2 separate regions of the Mus musculus genome follow, and region 1 is linked to region 2. The links are chromatin contacts, called in public promoter capture Hi-C maps. All regions are on one chromosome and are shown on one strand. Each heading gives the region's core, a stretch centred on a gene start, on an enhancer-like site or on the middle of the called end of the contact. The rest is flanking DNA. Distances are from core to core; before and after follow the strand shown. Region 1 holds the start of Kcna7 (potassium voltage-gated channel, shaker-related subfamily, member 7). Region 2 holds the start of Rcn3 (reticulocalbin 3, EF-hand calcium binding domain).

Region 1 (6,392 bases), core at 991-3,490, 310 kb after region 2:
CGTGGTGGCTCTCATAACCACTATAATGAGATCTGGCGCCCTCTTCTGGCCTGCAGGCATAGTAAGTAAATCTCTGGGGAAAAGCAAATCAAACCAAACCATTGGCTTTTCCAGAGGATCCAGGGTTCAATCCCCAGTACCCATCTGGCAACTCACACAAGACTTAACTCCAGTTCCAGGGATCTGACACCCTCACACAGACATGCATGTAGGCAAAACACCCACCAATGCTAATTAAAAAAAAAAAAAAAAAAGACACACAGGCACAGGGAAAGAGACAGCTAAGCTCGGAGATGCAGCCTATTGTCCCGGCCGGCCATTCTTCAGGCTGAAACCAGAGGATTGCCAGTTCAAAGCCCACCTGGACTACAAAGTGAATTCAAAATCATCCTAGGCAGGACTGGAGAGATGGCTCAGAGGTTAAGAGCACTGACTGCTCTTCCAGAGGTCCTGAGTTCAATTCCCAGCAACCACATAGTGGCTCATAACCATCTGTAATAAGATCTGATGCCCTCTTCTGGTATGTCTGAAGACAGCTACAGAGTACTCATATGCAAAAAATAAATAAAATCTTTAAAAAAAAATCATCAGCCAGGCGGTGGTGGTGCACACCTTTAATCCCAGCACTCCAGAGGCAGAGGCAGGTAGATTTCTGAGTTCGAGGCCAGCCTGGTCTACAAAGTGAGCTCCAGGACAGCCAGGGCTATACAAAGAAACCTTGTCTAAAAAAAAAAAAAAAAAAAAGAAAGAAAGAAAAAAGAAAGAAAGAAAAAGAAAAAAAGAAAAAAAATCATCCTAGGCAACTTAGCAAGACTTTGTCTCAAGATAAAAATGAAGGAAAATGGTCTGGAGAAGTATCTGGACAATAGGGCACTCCTCTAGTCAGGTAGTCACTGAACGTCTTTCTATCACCTTCCACGTTATTATTTGAAGACTGGCTGGCCATTAAATCCAGGGATCATCCTGTCTGGGTCTCCATGACCAGACTTTTTTTTTTTAAAAGATTTATTTATGTATTATATGTAAGTACACTCCAGAAGAGGGAGTCAGATCTTGTTACGGATGGTTGTGAGCCACCATGTGGTTGCTGGGATTTGAACTCCGGACCTTCGGAAGAGCAGTCGGGTGCTCTTACCCACTGAGCCATCTCACCAGCCCATGACCAGACTTTTTAAAGACACGATCTCACCAGACTGGCCTACACAGAGAAACTCTTTGTCGAAAAAATAAAAAACAACAAAACGACAAGATCCCACCATGTAGCCCTGACTGGCCTGGAAATTTATGGGCAGACCAGGCTGGCCTCAAATCCACAGGTTGGCTTGCCTCTGCTTCCAGAGTATTGGGATTAAAGGCGTGTGACACTACCCATGTTCTCACAACTTACTTAGGGCGATGGGGGGCGGGGGGAGGGCAGAGGCAGGAGGATCTCAGAAGTCCCCAAAAGAAAGCTGGGAAGGGAAAGGCCAGGTTTAGCTGGGAGACCTCTTGGTGCAGGTCTCCATCCGGCCGGCAGAGGGCGCGCGAGATCCCTTTCCCCGAAAGTGACTATAACACCCTACCCCATAAGAAGGGACTATTTTTTACTTAGTGTCATTAGACACCGGTGGCTGGAAGGCCATCTTCTGTCTGTCCTTCGGCTCCCGACAGTGACCCTACGCATCTTCCAGGCCGACTCTAGACCCTTCCAGGCAAGTCCCGCCTCCTTTGGCGCCATTCTTGGCTTCAGCCCAGGTTTTATTAATCTCAAAACACCTACATAAAGTCTAAATTCAAACTCCGGGACTCTCAGTGGCCAAGGATCCGGCGCACATGGGCAACAGTTTACAGTTGCAAAAGAGGCTCCAAGAACTCCTCAAGCACCAGGGCCGCTGCGGAGCTCCTTAGGCATGGTAATTAGAGACACAAAGGAATAAACACGTGAGGCCAGACACACAAAACGATGTTCATTCATTGAAAGGTACTAGGAGAGAAAGAAAGCCAGCAACAAATCCAGATGTGGTGGTACACATCTGTCATCCCAGCAATCGGGAGGCAGAAGCAAGAGTACTGCAATACTGAGCCAGTCTGACATACATACCCAAACCCAGTGTCTGGAAAAAAATAATAAAAGGCAGAGAGATACAGAGGCTCCCAGCAGAGAGCAAGATGTGGACAACTGGTTAAGGGGATACACCCCCCACCCTCCAGGAGGATGGACAAGAGACAGAAAGACTGGAAATGGAAAAGGGAAACTGATGCTGCAGATAGTCTCGGGTGGCTCATGACTGTCACCCGGGCAATCCGAAGGATGAGGCAGAGGATTGCCACAAGTTCGCGGTCAGCTTAAATGACAGGCTGAGGAGACTGTCTAAATAACAAACAAACAAATAAATAGCCATGATGCCATACGCCTGCAATCCCAGCATTTGGGAGGTGGAGGCAGGAGGATCATAAATTCAAGGTCAGTTCAGCTACATAAGACCTCGGGTCATGAATCCAAAAGCCAAACAAATAAAATAGATGACTACAAGGGAAAGCTCAAGAGATCCACGGAAAAGCGCCGGGTGGCAGTGTTTCCACAGGTGTGGGAACGGCAGAGGGCGCCCCTAGCCCCGCGGGGGTAACACCGCCCCCTCCCCCGCGCCCTGGCCGGACTTTCCATGCTATTTTTACCCGCCGACACCGGACACCCGACTGGGGTGGCTGCGGCGTCGGGGCCACACGTCCGTTCACCGGTCGCCCGGGCTGTGCGCGCCATGGAGCCACGGTGCCCGCCGCCCTGCGGCTGCTGCGAGCGGCTGGTGCTCAACGTGGCCGGGTTGCGCTTCGAGACCCGCGCGCGCACGCTCGGCCGCTTCCCGGACACGCTGCTGGGGGACCCGGTGCGCCGCAGCCGCTTCTACGACGGCGCGCGCCGCGAGTATTTCTTCGACCGACACCGGCCCAGCTTCGATGCGGTGCTCTACTACTACCAGTCGGGCGGCCGGCTGAGACGGCCGGCGCACGTGCCCCTCGACGTCTTCCTGGAGGAGGTGTCCTTCTACGGGCTGGGCGCGGCGGCGCTGGCGCGGCTGCGGGAGGACGAGGGCTGCGCGGTGCCGCCCGAGCGGCCGCTGCCCCGCCGCGCCTTTGCGCGTCAGCTCTGGCTGCTCTTCGAATTTCCTGAGAGCTCGCAGGCTGCGCGCGTGCTCGCCGTGGTCTCCGTACTCGTCATCCTGGTCTCCATCGTGGTCTTTTGCCTCGAGACACTGCCAGACTTCCGCGACGACCGCGATGACCCGGGGCTCGCGCCCGTAGCCGCTGCTACTGGCCCGGTGAGGGGCGGGGATTTGGGGAGGTCCAGGGCGGGGCCTGGGAAGACCTGGCCAGTCAGAAGGTGTGGCAAGGGGCAGGAGGATGGAAGCCCTTTAAAAACAAAAACAAAAACAAAAACAAAACAAAAAAAAAAAAAAAACAAAGATGTAAGCTGGGTATGGTTCTTCATACGAGAATCCTAGCAAGGAGACAGAACGATTGCCACGGGTTGAAAGCCAGTGTGGGTTACTGTATGAGAGAGTCTGCCTGGAAACAGACAGTGAGTGAGGATCTCCCTCAGAGGTAGACAACCTGCCCAGAGTTTCCTGGTGAGGGACTGGTGCCGGGCTCAGTGGTAGACCATCTGCATTGCACTGCACAAAGTGACTTGGGGGTTATGTGGCGCAGTGGTAGAACTCCCCTACCACCCTACATTGAGGGACCTGGAGAGATGGCTAAGCGATAAAGAGACTGCTCTCCCAGAGGACCTAGGTTCAATTCCCGGCACCCACATGACGGCTCCCAACCATCTGTATCTAACTCCAGTTCCAGGGAATCCGATGCCCTTTTCTGAACACCAAGGCACATACACGTGCACAGATATATATGCAGGCAAACCATTCGTCCACATAAAATAAATAATTTTAAGAAAGAAGATGATGAATCCCCCAGGGAGGGGTGTGGCTCAGTGACAGAGCTCCTGCCTAAAATCCCTCAGTGTGGGGCTTGGGGCATGGAACAATAGAGAGCAACTTGCCACGCATATGCAAGACCCTGGAGTTCATCCCTAGCCATGCAAAATGAACATGTGAGGCCAAAGACACAGACAGACTGCAGTGTCCGTGCACCTGGCAGAGAAATAGGAAAGACGGATGGTCAGGCAGGGCTGACCGCCAGGAAACTGGAACACAGTAGGCTGAGGTTTAGGACTGAGAGCAGAGGTAGCAACAGGAATTTGCACAGAGTCAGGCCAGGGCATGGAGCTGAGGACCCTACAGCAAACATTTAACCATTCGGAACCATTATCTGCTGTCTGGGCTGGGCTGAAGGCAACAGGAACGAGGAGGCACGAGGAAGGCAGAACAGGAGCAGGACCCTTCCCTTGGAGATCCAACATTGGGCAGGCAGGGTAAGATACTGAAAGGAAAGAGATTCTCCCGGATCAGCCATGAGATCATGAGCTCCCCGCAGCGAAACAGCGGGACTGTATTTGGTTACATCTTTTTTTAAGTATACACATGTGAAAAGACTATGTAGCCCAGGGTGACCCAGAACTTGCTATGTAGACTGCTATATAGACCAAGATTGGACTTAAACTCACAGAGATCCAACTGTTTCTGCCTTCTGAGTGCTGGGGTTTGAACAACAATTGACCGTATTTTAATCTTTGATGTACAGTCTTTGATGGCACAATCCAAGGCATTAGGCAAACGCTCTACCACTGGGTGATGCTAGACAAGAGCACTAGCACTGAACCACACCGCTATACCTCCGTGGGGAGGGGGAGTGTCTGGTTAGGAACGGCTATCCCTGAGTCACACCCTGAGCCCCCCTCTCTGCACTTTCAGAACAGGGCTCCACCGTTGAACCACACCCTGAGCCCCTCACAGAGAGAGGGGTTCTAGGCAGGACCTGTGCCAGTGAACCCCATCCCTTACTTTCTTTTCACTTTGTATTTGAGACAGTCTCATTAGTTGTCAGACCTGTCCTGCCTCACGCTCCTGAGGGTGGAATGACAGGCTCATGTCACTAGGCCCAGGAGACACCACCTTTCCTGCCCCTAGGTCTGAAGAACAGACATTCAGCTATCCAAAGGCAGTCGCTGGGGTCTTGAGTTGTGTAGAGCAGTGAAGTCACCCCTCAGGAACACTGACACTGCTATTTTCACATTGAAACAGTGACTAGAGGTTTTGGCCTGGCTCCCTGACCCCTTTCTGTCCCTTCTGCAGTTCCTCGCCCGACTGAATGGCTCCAGTCCCATGCCAGGAGCCCCTCCCCGACAGCCCTTCAACGATCCATTCTTTGTGGTGGAGACCCTGTGTATCTGCTGGTTCTCCTTTGAGCTGCTGGTGCGTCTGGTGGCCTGCCCTAGCAAAGCTGTGTTCTTCAAGAATGTGATGAACCTAATTGACTTCGTGGCCATCCTGCCTTACTTCGTGGCCCTGGGCACGGAGTTAGCCCGGCAGCGGGGTGTGGGCCAGCCGGCTATGTCCCTGGCCATCCTAAGGGTCATCCGATTGGTGCGTGTCTTCCGCATCTTCAAGCTCTCCAGGCATTCGAAGGGTCTACAGATCTTGGGTCAGACACTGCGGGCTTCCATGCGTGAGCTAGGTCTCCTCATCTTCTTCCTCTTCATTGGCGTGGTCCTCTTTTCCAGCGCAGTCTACTTTGCTGAAGTGGACCGGGTGGACACCCATTTCACCAGCATCCCGGAGTCCTTTTGGTGGGCAGTGGTCACCATGACCACGGTTGGCTATGGGGACATGGCACCCGTCACCGTGGGTGGCAAGATCGTGGGCTCTCTGTGTGCCATTGCAGGTGTGCTCACCATCTCTCTGCCTGTGCCTGTCATTGTCTCTAACTTTAGCTACTTTTACCACCGGGAGACAGAGGGCGAAGAGGCAGGGATGTACAGCCATGTGGACACACAGCCCTGCGGTACCCTGGAGGGCAAGGCTAATGGGGGGCTGGTGGACTCTGAGGTGCCTGAACTCCTCCCACCACTCTGGCCCCCTGCAGGGAAACACATGGTGACTGAGGTGTGAGGGTCAACTGGGGTCTCCAGGGAGCAGTGGGGTGGGAGGGAGGAGGGAAGGCAGGGTCAGGTGCTGGGTTAAGGACTAAGATGGTAACAAAAGGGTACAGATTCTTAATCTGAAGGCATGTCACATGGTGGCTCCTAGGGGGACCTTATGTGACAGGAATTGCCAGGATTTGGGTTGTGTCCAGGGCTCCCCCCATTGATTGCGCAATGTGGTAGAGCTGTGCAAATGTCCAGGGGCTCTATGGGTAGCACTGTAAGAGACTTGGCCATAGATTGTGAGTTTCCTAGGTGTTCGTGGGGTCCCACTGGGGGCAAGTGTGGTCCCGTTAACACTTGATAGGTACTAATAGAA
Region 2 (6,452 bases), core at 3,818-6,317:
TAGAGATGTAGAATAATAATTTTCATGTGTAATATACTCAGTTTCCTGTATCGGCTATGACACAGTCAGTGGCGTCACAGACTAACTCCGCAGCCCTGAGAATGTCCTCAATAGTCTTCATCTACAATCTTTTGTTTTTATGATGGGGTTTCACTATGTAGCCCAGACTAACATGGAGCTCACTGGGTAGCCCGTTAGTTCACTGAGACCTGCCTGCCTCTCCCTCCACGTGCTGAGATTAAAGGGGAGCTGCACCATCCCCACTCCCCAGTCTGCTTTCTGTCCTGTCACCTACAATGTTCCACTTGATCCTCACACAAAGCCAGATCATGGCCTTTTCCATTTGTCCACTCTTCTGAATGTACAATGACATTGACTGGGAGTGGACACTGGCCTGGTTAGCCCCGAAGCTCTTTTCTGATACAGTAAGTGACTGGCTCTGACTCCATGACAGACAGCAGGGAAGGGCTTTTCTCCGGAGGAGGAACAGCATATGTAAAGTGCAGAGAACTGAGGAACTGAGGAGATCTGGACTCCACAGAAGAAAGTTTTGGGGTAGAAACCCTATCAACACAACACTGAAGGTGGGAGAGACTAATAATGAGGTAGATGTCTGTCTCCTAAGGTCCCTGGAGGATGGACAGAGTCACCTGTGCTATGCCTATCCTTGAGCTCTGGGCTATCCCCCTGCCTCCACCTCTCAAGTGCTGAGACTGAGGAAGACTGCTAACCAGGTGTGCTGGCTAATTTTATGTCAACTTGACAGAGGTCAGGGTCATCTGAGAGGAGGGAACCCCAACTGAGAGGACGCTTCCCTAAGACTGGGCCATAGGTAAGGCTGTTATGGTCTCTTTCCTAATGCTGCTACCCTCTAATACAGCCCAGTAAGTTCTGGTGACCCCCATAAAATTATTGTGTTGCTACTTCATAACTATAACTTTGCTACTGTTATGACTTGTAGTGTAACTATCTGAAACACAGTATCTCTGACACAGTATCTCACAAAGGGGTTGTGACCCACTGGTGGGGAACCAGTGCTATAGGGAATTCTTCAGTGATGGACCGCAGACGTAGAAGCGTAAGCCAAGCAAACCCTTTCCTCTCCCACTTGCTTTTGGTCACAGTGTCTCATCATAGCAATATTAACCCTAGCTAAGACACCAGTGCCACATATGGGTCTGGATAACAGGGTTAAACATTAAGTATTCCTGCCACGAATGTGAAGTCTCCAGTCAACTTGTCACATAGATTGGATTTCAGAAGGAAGAGCAAATGACATTTGAAATGGAGGGAAGGTATCAGGGATAAGATCCTAAAAGCGAGGTCAAAGGGCAAAGGCGAGGTGGGCATACCGGGCTCATAATGGCCATAGGTGGCATTGCGCAACTCCTCCCAACCCACGCGCCCGTCGCGGTCCGTGTCGTAGGTGTGCCAGGCTGCGCTCACCGAGTCACGGATGTGCCGCTGCTGTGTGTGCGCGATCCACGCGCGGAGCTCAGCTAAGGACACCCAGCCGTCGCTGTCCCCAGCAAGATCCATGCGGTCTACGATCCGCCTGCGAGGGGAATGAATGTCAGTCTCTGGCTCTGCCCAATGAGGCCCTGCCCCTACAGTTAGAGACGCAGTCAATCTCAACCCTGACCCCGCCCACCTAGGCCCCTCCCTGTCATATATAGAGTTACCCTTGTACCTATATAAGACAAAAATGGGGACTTGGTGATGGCTCAGCGGTTAAGAACCCTGGCTGCTCTTGTAGGAACCTGGGTTTGATTCCCATGAGCCCCACGAGGCAGGTCACAAGCATCTCTAACTCTAGATGCAGGAACCCATTATCCTCTTTTGGCCCTTGTGGGCACAAGACATGTTAATGGTTAATGGACACACATGAAAAATACCCACACAAAAAAAGAAAAAGAAGGCTGGAGATAGGGCTCAGTGGTTAAGAGCACTAACTACTCTTCCAGGGGTCCTGAGTTCCTTCAATTTCCACATGGTGGTTCACAACCATCTGCAATGAGATCTGACACCCTCTTCTGGTGTGTCTGAAGACAGCTACAGTGTACTTAGATATAATAATAAATCTTTAGAAAAAGAAAAAAAATACCCACACTCATATAAATAAATCTTTTTTAATTAGATGATGATGATGATAATAATAATAATAATAATAATAATAATAATAATAATAATAAAGAGCAGAGCATAGTTGTGTAGACCTTTAATCTCAGCACTTGGGATGTATAGGCAGGCAGATCTCTGTGAGTTCAAGATTAACCTAGTCTACAAGACAGCAAGGACTATTTAGATAAACTGTCTCAAAAAAGAAAAAAAATAATAAAAGAAAAATAAGGAAGCTGAAGAAACAGCTCTGTAGTTAGAAGCGCTGGGTGCTCCTTTAGGGTACCCAGGTTCAACTCCAGCACCCATGACTATCTGTAACTCCAGTTCCAGGGGATCCATGGCACCAGGCATGCGTGTGGTGCACACACATGTCATGCAGGCCAAATATCCATATACTTAAATAAAATGAAACAATTATTTAGAAATAAAGATAGAAAAACAAAAACAAAAAAAGAGCTGGGCATGGTGGTGCACGCCTTTAATCCCAGCACTTGGGAGGCAGAGGCAGGCAGATTTCTGAGTTCGAGGCCAGCCTGGTCTACAGCGTGAATTCCAGGACAGCCAGGGCTACACAGAGAAACCCTGTCTCAAAAAACCAAAAAAGAAAAAGAGAGAGAGAGAGAGAGAGAGAGAGAGAGAGAGAGAGAGAGAAATAAAGATAGAGGGCTGGAGAGATGGCTCAAAGGTTAAGAGCACTGACTGCTCTTCCAGGGGTCCTGAGTTCAAAACCCAGCAACCACATGGTGGCTCACAACCATCAGTAATGAGATCTGACGCCCTTTTCTGGTCTGAAGACAGCTTACAGTGTACTTACATATAATAATAAATCTTAAAAAGAAAGAAAGAAAGATAAGGGAGAAAAATGTCACCCAAGGTCTGCAAGCAAACTGGGGTGGGACTCCAAATGAACCCAGGAGAGGAACTGTCTGTTTTCTGTTTGGTAGATTTCAACGTATTATTGGGGGGTTTTGTTTGAGAGAGGGGGTATCATTATGTACTCCTGGTTAGCTTGAAACTTACTCTGTAGACCAGACTGGTCCTGAACTCACGGAGATCCGCCTGCCTCTGCCTTCCAAGTCCTGGGATTAAAACTGTGAGCCAGTGCAGGACCAGGAGAAGCTTTACCGTTGATAGGTTTCACCCACCCCTAGGTCTTTGCCAACCCTGACTCCGCCCCTTGCCCTAGCCACGCCCCTCAGAGACATGGGTGCACAGGCTAGGAAAGAGTAGAAATGCTAGGTGAACTGAGGGAGCTGCATCTATTAATCTTAGTACCAGGCCCATCTAAAAGCCTAGCCTGTCCCCTACAGGAGTCCTAGAGGAGTTAGTTGGATTAGCACCTGACACAAATCAAGACCCTCTACTCTAGCCCCGACCTCTAAGCGCTGCACAGACCCTAGCTGGACTTGAGCTTAAGTGTGAACAGGGTGTCTGGCCTCTAACTTTACCCCAATCCTAGAGTGCCACTGTCTCTATTAACCTTGAAGCTCCGCCTCTCACCATCTCAGGGCCCGCCCCTCTTTCAAGTGCAGTCTGCCCACTTCCCTAGATGGGCTGATCAATTTGGGGCTCCTCTCTCTCCAGCTCTGCCCTGCTACTATTTGCCCAGTTTAAAATTAGAAATTGCCATCACATTAAAGACGCAGATCTTTAATCTCAGCACTCGGGAGGCAGAGGCAGACGGATTTCTGAATTCAGGACCAGTCTCGTCTACAGAGTGAATTTCAGACTAGCTAGTTCCACAAATGAAATTCGATCTCAAAGTACTAATAACAATGAAAATAATCAAGCATATTTGCACGAGTGGCCTTCTTGTCCCGGGCCCATGCTGACTGTATCTGTCACCTAGAAACGGGGCAAGCCCGTCCAGTCCAGTTGGCATCACTCATCCCAGGTCAACCTGATCTCTGACCTTGGCATCTTCCTCAAATCCCTTGTCTTCAGTCTCTACCGAGAGTCGGCGTCCCGTTTAGAAGAGAGAAGAGGGAAGTCCAGACAGAGGCATAGGGGGGACTGAGGTAGAGGGGAACCCAGGGGTTGGTGACGCAGGTCCCCCACAGCCTCAGGTTTAGCTCCGCCTTCTCCCAGGAGGTGAGTGCCACAGTTTTGTCTTTTCAGTTAACTTCTCTCTCCCCACCTCCCACTTCTGCCCCGCTCCCCCGCCATCCTCCTACCCAAGTCGGGCCTGGCTTTCCTCTGGGCTGAGTTTGTCAAATTCCTTGGCCACGTCTCGTCCCAGGAACGCCTCATGGTCGTACTGGAAATTCCCGTGGGCGTCATCGTGGGGGGCCTCGCTCAGGGGGGTTCCATGATGGACCCTATCCTGGCCATGAGGTCCTGCATCAGGGGATGGCTTCCCGAGGGCCCAGTGCCTCAGCAGTAAGAGAAGCAACAGAAACGACCATCGCCACATCATCGGTTCCTGAGGAGAGGTGAGGACCAGCGGTCAGGGATAAGACTGGGGGCGGGGGGTGTCTGAACCAGAGATAATGTGGGAGAACTTTGAAGGGGGCGGAGTAGAGGAGGCTGCCTAAGGCAGGGCCGATAAAAGCGCAGGCTGCAAAAAGTTTTGGGCTCAAGAAAAGTCGGCAAAAAGAATAGAGAATTTAAAGGCAAAACAACCTCTGGGGGTGGAATCCGAGCCTCAGAGGAGTCTCAGAGCAGAAAGGGGGTATTTCAGTTAGAGACGTGGCGCATGTCCCACCCAAAGTTCAGGGCATGGTGGTGGCCGAAAGCATCATGCAGGCTCCTCTGTGCTGCCCCCAGGCTGGACCGCGACCCCCACCCTTCCACCCACCCCACCTTCACCCCACCATCACCCCACCACACCTCTGTTACCCGGCCTGAGTTAGCTCCCTACGCTGAGCTCTGCTTTCGCACAAAGATGCCCAACCTGGCCAGGTTCCAGTTAAGCTCCTCCACCAGCCGTCCAGAGGCTGCCGCCCTCTGACCAATGACTGCGCAGGAAAGCCTCAGGGGCGGAGCCAATGACGACCCCCTTGCCACGTCCACAAGGCCGAGCTCCAGACCCGAAGGCGTGGTGGGCGATAAGGCTGATATTGAACTACAACTCCCAGCAAACATATGGGCCGACTTGCACGACCACCTCCAGAGTCTCTGGCCCCAGGGGATTAAGGGGAATGTATTTTTTAAAAACTCTTTCCATTTCTTAGATCCGTTTCAGAAAAGAGGAGGTCGGGTTTGGTTGGCTCACTTGGGAGACAGAAGCAGTCTGTCTCTATGAGTTTGCCGCCAGCCAGGACGACGTAGAGAGACCCTTGTCTTTAAAAAAAAAAGGGGGGGGTGGGGGGGGAGCGCGGCTGGAGAGATGGCTCTGCAATTAAGAGCACTGACTGTTCTTCCAGAGGACCAGAGTTCAAGTCCCAGCAACCACATGGTGGCTAACCATCTGTAATGGAATCCAATGCCCTCTTCTGGTGTGTCTGAAGACAGCTGCAGTGTACTCAGATACATAAAATAAATAAATGTTAAAAAAAAAAAAAAAGAAAGAAGGAAGGAAAGAAAGAAAGAAAGAAAGAAAGAAAGAAAGAAAGAAAAGAAGGAAAAGAAAGAAAGGAAGGAAGGAAGGAAGGAAGGAAGGAAGGAAGGAAGGAAGGAAGGAAGAAAAAGAAGAGAAGCAATGCCTGGTACAGTGTAGGTATCACATACACAACTCGGTCTATAAAATGGCCAGGCTGCACGATAGCAATCAAGAGGTGTCTATATGATCTTTCCCAGACGCGTTCAATTTATTCCAGCTGCTTGAAACTTGAGAATAACGATGCACACACAGATTTGGGGCCAAATTTATGTGGAGATGGAAAACAACCATGTACATTAAGAAGGGAAACTGAAGCAGGCCACAAAAGCAGGGATCCATGGGAGGACATCGGGCCCAGGCTCCCTCAGGAGGCTCGGAGACAGTTCAGGAGGTCACACAGCCCGAAAGGCTGCAGTGGGCAGGGGGCCCGAGTCTGCATCAGGAAGTGGCTGGAAAGGCATTTGCACCTTGAGGTTCAGCTTCTGGGGGCAAGTTCCCACCAGGCAACAGGTCACCAGAGTCATCGCCGCTGAGAGAAAGCCATGGGGCTGAGAGAGAGGAACAGAGGTCAGCACAAGTATCTAAGGTCTCACCCACCCAACACACCTGACAGGGTCACGCTATGGTCTCTGTTCCCATCTCTTTTCCCAGGGTGGTCAGGGACTCTTTTGTCTCTATTATCTCTCTGCCTCCCCTCTTTCTTTCTGAGTCGCTACTTCCTGCCACGACCCCCAATCCTGCACACGGCCCCTCCCTTCCCCAATCCTGCACACAGCTACGCCCCTCCCCA

The links. Promoter capture Hi-C pulls out the DNA fragments that hold promoters and counts their contacts.
Region 1: a contact with region 2 is called in a promoter capture Hi-C map of pre-B cells, with 6 times the contacts expected there. The contact joins the promoter of Kcna7 here to the promoter of Rcn3 in region 2. A contact is called at or near these places in 10 of 39 promoter capture datasets (the 3T3-L1 cell line, the C10 cell line, cranial neural crest and 6 more), 2 of 484 Hi-C or Micro-C datasets (B cells and pro-B cells), 5 of 115 datasets of contacts at active chromatin or transcription factors (embryonic basal ganglia, embryonic forebrain, epiblast stem cells and 2 more) and 4 of 9 other capture datasets (adipose tissue, liver, macrophages and 1 more).

What each region holds. Positions count from the first base shown.
Region 1 is chr7:45,403,720-45,410,111 of GRCm38.p6, forward strand. Kcna7 (potassium voltage-gated channel, shaker-related subfamily, member 7) reads left to right here and starts at 2,241. Exons shown (of 2, transcript NM_010596.2): 1 at 2,241-3,296; 2 at 5,226-6,392. The coding sequence starts at 2,643. The coding sequence ends at 6,041.
Region 2 is chr7:45,087,146-45,093,597 of GRCm38.p6, forward strand. Rcn3 (reticulocalbin 3, EF-hand calcium binding domain) reads right to left here and starts at 5,068. Exons shown (of 7, transcript NM_026555.2): 1 at 4,951-5,068; 2 at 4,296-4,543; 3 at 1,353-1,555. The coding sequence starts at 4,537. Fcgrt (Fc receptor, IgG, alpha chain transporter) reads right to left here. Exons shown (of 7, transcript NM_010189.3): 7 at 5,848-6,210. The coding sequence ends at 6,101.